Regions from separate parts of the Xenopus laevis genome. Here region 2 is linked to region 1. The links are chromatin contacts, called in public Hi-C maps. All regions are on one chromosome and are shown on one strand. Each heading gives the region's core, a stretch centred on a gene start, on an enhancer-like site or on the middle of the called end of the contact. The rest is flanking DNA. Distances are from core to core; before and after follow the strand shown. Region 1 holds the start of rab4b.L (RAB4B member RAS oncogene family L homeolog). Region 2 overlaps egln2.L (egl-9 family hypoxia-inducible factor 2 L homeolog).

Region 1 (2,740 bases), core at 125-2,624:
AGTGACAGCGGGTGGGCTCATTGGGTCCGGGGGCCATATTCTTTGCGACATGACGTTTCCTCTGGAACCGATTGTTGAAGTTGGGCCGCATTCATATCCATCCTGGGCCGCAGGTAGGGTTGCCACCTTTTCTGGAAAAAAATACTGTCCTTCCTATATATTTATCTTTTTTTCCTATTAATAACATTGGGATCAGCCATAAAAAAAAATACCGGCCAGGTGGAAACCCTAGCCGCAGGTTGGACACCCGTCTTAACCAGTCAGGTGCATTCATATGTGGAAGTGGTCTATTCTGAAGGGGCGTGGCCTAGCAGGAATTCCAGCGGCTACACTTTTCCCATTGCAATTTCCTTTCTTATTAACGCTTGAGACAAACATCACCGTTGATGTTGCCCATAGAAACCAATCAGATCTTTTCTTTGGTTTTCTAACTTGTAGGTGATTGTTCAAATTTGTTGCAACGGGCATCATCAACAGTGATGTTTGTTTCCAATATAAATAAATACTCCAGTTCGTCTCCCCCCAGTTTTATTTCGAATAAGTTTTAGAATAACAGAATATACTGGCAGGAAGCGTGTTGGTCAGTGGCGATCATATCGAAGCAGGAGGCCAAAAGGCTGTAGCAATGCCACTGTGGAACAGCTAGTGAGTCTCTGCCTATCCCTCCCAATACAGGTAGCTTCTAGCTGCTCTCAAGCAGTGCCGCCTTCAGGCTCAACCAACCCAAAGCAGTAAGCCAGCTAACCAGTGTACATGCCCAGTCTCTGCCATGCTGTCAGGCTCTATAAGTGAACACACTGGTTAATGATTAGCTTGCTGTATTAGAGCACGCATGGCTTAGCAATGTACACATACACCGTGCCAATGAATCTGGCTCATATCCAGCCCCTGCCCTAGCGCAGCAATGTATCCTAGCACCATTGTTAGCTAACTACGCTCTGTCACAGAAGCCCTCCGCCCACATATCCGCATTCATTCTCGTGTCCGCCTTACATGGGACAGGGTCCTGTTATCGCTTTTAAGAGACCATCCTACCGATAACTAGTAGGCAACCTTTTCACGTCAGTCCTTATTAACTAAGCGTCAGTCATTCCTGCCTTCAGTCTCTCTGTGACAGACACTGTCACGGCCATATGGATCTCCTTTATAACACACAGCCCTAAGGCAAACACCGCTAGGCAGTCTCATTCTCACAGACTCCACTAACACCTGTCACTCTCCGTGGGACTGTCTCCCGGAGTAAGCGCACGTCCCTAGCGTTATACAGACAGACAGACTCAACGCCTCACCGTATGTCTCAGACATGTTTCTCTTTTAGGCCCCTCTCCTACTCCACCGGCCCCAGGGCCCGGTCTCTCTGATTCTTCTCCTTCCTCAATGAAACCTCGGGAAATAAAATATGGCCGCCAAAGCTTCACGGACAGCTTCTGCCCAAACTTTGCGTGCTGATGCAATGAACGTAATGTGTCGAAACCTGAAGCAGCGCGTAACATGAAGCCTAATATTGCATAACTGTAGTGAACGTGTGACGCAGTGACGCCCTCTGCGTAAAGATATAGCACGCCCACTCCAAAACTATTATAAAACTAGCGAACGGTTTTATGTGTTATCATGGAAGAGGTGAATGTAGCCTTAAAGGAATAGTTCAGTGTGAAAATAAAAACTGTGTAAATAGATAGGCTGTGCAAAATAAAAAATGTTTCTAATATAGTTAGTTAGCCAAAAATGTAATATATAAAGGCTGGAGTGAACAGATGTCTAATAAAACAGCCAGTATCCAACTTCCTGCTTTTCAGCTCTATAACTCTGAGTTAGTCAGCGACTTGAAGGGGGGCCACATGGTACATTTCTGTTCAGTGAGTTTGTAATTGATCCTCAGCATTCAGCTCAGATTCAAAAGCAACAGATATGATCCATGTGGCCCCCCCTCAAGTCTCTGATTGGTTACTGCCTGGTAGCCAGGGTAACCAGCCAGTGTAAACCAAGAGAGCTGAAAAGCAGGAAGTTGGGTTCTGACTGACAAGTTACACATCCAGTCACTCCAGCCTTTATACATTACATTTTTGGCTAACTAACTATATGAGAAACATTTTTTATTTTGCACAGCCTGTCTATTTACACAGTTTTTATTTTCACACTGAACAATTCCTTTAATGGTATTAGGTCCTAAAGTGTAACCAATCAGCAATTTTATTAACTATATCCGTAATGAATGGGCCCCGTAAGTTAGCCCCAATGATAACCCACTGATCTCCTGGCTGCCACTGGGTCCTTCCAACAAGTAAAATAAGGCCCAATAAAATAAAACATTGTCCTTTGCATGGTACATTTCCATCTTCTCTACCATGGGAGCCATGACTGCAGTTCCCCATGTAGTACATATAACTCCCTTGTACTGTTATCTAAATGTAATATTGGATTGGTAAATATTTGTGGGGTAAAATGACTTGTGGCCAATCCTCAGTGTTCTGCTGCTCCATGTGGTGTCAGAACCCCCTTTTTATTGCCCACTACTTTCACATGTGCCTCTTCTGGCCAAAATCCATGCCATGGGCACAAAGACAGGTGAATCTCAGTCATGCCTATCACTACACTAAACCTTATAACCGGTCATGGGCCGTACAATTGTTTTCTTTGCTGGCAGAGAAAAAGCCATGTGTGACATTATTCTAAAATGAATGTAAATCTGGAGATTCTGGCAAGTTCTAGAGGGACTACTGTAAGATAACAAAGGGGGTAC
Region 2 (2,740 bases), core at 69-2,568, 40 kb before region 1:
AATAGGTAATTATGAGTCCTACTGTGAAAAAGCAGTGCATGGCAAGAGCAGTTATTATTATTAGCTCACTACTAACTGTTTGGTCACACTGTTGCTTTTTACCAGTAATTTTGGACTCATTTTAGATCCTCTCTTACCCAGTATGTGTGTATATGTGTATATGTGTGTGTGTGTATATATATATATATATATATATATATATATATATATATATATATATATATATATATATATATATATATATATATATATATAAATATATAACGAAATCGTAGATGATACCCGCACTCCTTCACATTTGTATACAGTGAAGTTGATCTAATCTTTCCCAGCTCTGGCCCCATGTGCGTCAGTGCTTTAGGAAACCTCACAATATCCTGCTGATTAATCACCGGGAGGCAAGGCCACAGCATTCCAGTCAGTCACTCTTAAAATGGCAATGCCAGAGAGGGAGGACAAAAGCAATCTATACCCGCCTGCGCAATTGGGGGCTATTTTTATCTGCTTGGTGGGATGGGGGAAAATTTCCCGTGTGACCTGGTTAAAAAAACACCAACCAATTATATTCCCAGATGCAGCTGAAATGGTTACATAAAAGAAAGGGAGGAATGATACAACACCATAAAAGTAAGAGACAACATTGCAACTAAAGAATTTGGGAGTAGCTATATAACTGATGATCCCATAGCAACATAAAAGCAAAAAGCTGTTACATTAATTACAGGTGAATTAAAGAAATCCTTATGTAGGGGCATCTGTTTTATGACTTAGCATTTTGTTGCATGTATGGATATAGCTGAATAGCTGATGCATGAATTATTCTTTAGTTATGTAGGGGCCCAGGGCAAAGGAGATAGTCTCCCTTCAAATATGACTATACCACAACGTCCAGTATGCCCCTAGCGTTTCTGGTTGTTGACAGATGTTGAACGTTGCAGTTGAACAACAGAAGGGAAAACAGGCTAAGCAAGTAATACTGTTCCCTTATCACCTAACTATTTGAGCTAAGGAAGAGCCGCAGAATCACTTCTCAGATGCGGTTGCCCACGCTGCTATAGGCCATGCTTGTATAGTAAACATAGGAAACATACTGCATTTGTTGTCACTGTTTCCCCATACTCTCGCACCTACCATTATACACCATTTTTTTATACAAAAGCTGCAAATGTGCAAAAGTGATTTTAACTGAAACCTTCATACTGCCAAGCACTCTCTTCTCAGAAAAGTGCAGCCTCATTCATGATTTCGCAACACTACAGGACCCACAGCACTAAAGATAAAGGAAACGTCAGAGGGCAGGATTCAAACCTGTGACCTCCTGACTCACCAGCAGCTGCTTGTACATACAGGCAGAATGGGGCTGGGGCAAAGAATTGCTGTAGGAGGCCTAGCTGCATTCTATACTTCCCTAGGACAAAGCATGTGACTGACAGATAGGGGGGGTTTCACTAAAATTCTAATTAATCTAATGTTATTATTAACGACCTAACGCCCATCCACAAATTTAACTAATTTATCAATTCTTCTTCAAAAAATTGTGACTTTATCAACTTGTCGCTGCAACAACTTGAATTTATCAGATTATCAGAAGAAAACCAGTGTGGATCACTTTTACATAACCTTTAGCAGCTTTGAGGTATAATAAATCTCCAAGTTTTTCACTTAAAAAACTAAACCAGAATAATTTAAGGCTTAATAAATAGGCCCCTAACCGTTTACATCTAAGTACAATTAACTACCTGTATGCCAAGGACCGGGACATGCTGCACATACTAACAAATGATGTAAAGCTTGCTCATTATTCAACAGGGCAAACATTTATGTATTACTATGCCACTATAAAATAAGCAACTGCTAAAACACAAATTATCTATTAGCCTTTAGCAGGGCCGGAACTAGGGGTAGGCTGATATAGGTACGTGCCTAGGGCACAAAGCTGGAGGAGGGGGCGCCAGGCACATACCATCTCTGCTTCCTACCTCTAGTCCAGTCCCCTTTCGACTCACTCGCATTGCCAGCTGTGAGGAACTGTGTGGGTGTGAGCTGCAATTTGAACGTGCACACTCTTATTCAGCGCCTGGCTGTCCTGGCCCAAGCTGGCCTTTAGTGGCCAAATCAATGAAAAATACAGGCCAAGTCACCAGAGGTGTTTCACCGGCACTGTTCCGACATCAATCTACTACTTCCACCCCAAATCACTCTGCATTGACAGGCATGGCATTGGTCTGTTAATGTACAGACAGGGTGGATTTCAATGCTAAAATGCATTTTTTTCAGTTTCCACACTGTAATCTGAAATTACATTAGCATATAGTTTGGTGTATACTGCAGATTTATACCTACTGTGATAAACTGCCCCTAGCGTGTACCGAATACACACCCACATATGAATGTTTGTGATCTCAACTTCAAATAGAACAAGGAGTTAATGCTTCTTCAGTCAGGAAGACAAGTGAAGAACACAAGAACATTTTATTTATTTTTGTCATGGTTTCCCAGCTGTGTGTTTGTTTGGGATTCCAGTATGGAGTTAACCAATGGAGTGAAGTGAGGCTGCACAGCCACTGTAGCACCCATTATCCACGTTTAGGCACGTTAGCTTATTGTAAACACACTCACACATGATTATTATTATTATTATCCTTTGCTTTTATAGTGCCAGCAGTTTCCACAATAGGAAACTGCTTTACAGAGATCATACATCATTCACATCAGTCCCCACCCCAGCCCCAGTGGAAGT

What was found. A called contact is a pair of places that touch in the nucleus more often than the background predicts.
Region 2: a Hi-C map of the XTC cell line shows a contact between it and region 1, with 2.8 times the contacts expected there. The contact joins the enhancer-like site here to the promoter of rab4b.L in region 1. A contact is called at or near these places in 2 of 4 Hi-C or Micro-C datasets (the XL177 cell line and the XTC cell line).

What each region holds. Positions count from the first base shown.
Region 1 is chr8L:70,120,385-70,123,124 of Xenopus_laevis_v10.1, reverse strand. It overlaps rab4b.L (RAB4B member RAS oncogene family L homeolog), which reads right to left and starts at 1,374. Exons shown (of 9, transcript NM_001093539.1): 1 at 1,290-1,374. The coding sequence starts at 1,305.
Region 2 is chr8L:70,160,624-70,163,363 of Xenopus_laevis_v10.1, reverse strand. All of the region lies in intron 1 of egln2.L (egl-9 family hypoxia-inducible factor 2 L homeolog), which reads right to left. Among protein-coding and RNA genes, the nearest start is that of egln2.L, 8.8 kb to the right of the region's middle. Within about 2 kb of position 1,318, at least 1 of the 7 cell types and tissues checked has an H3K27ac peak or open chromatin away from gene starts, as enhancers often do.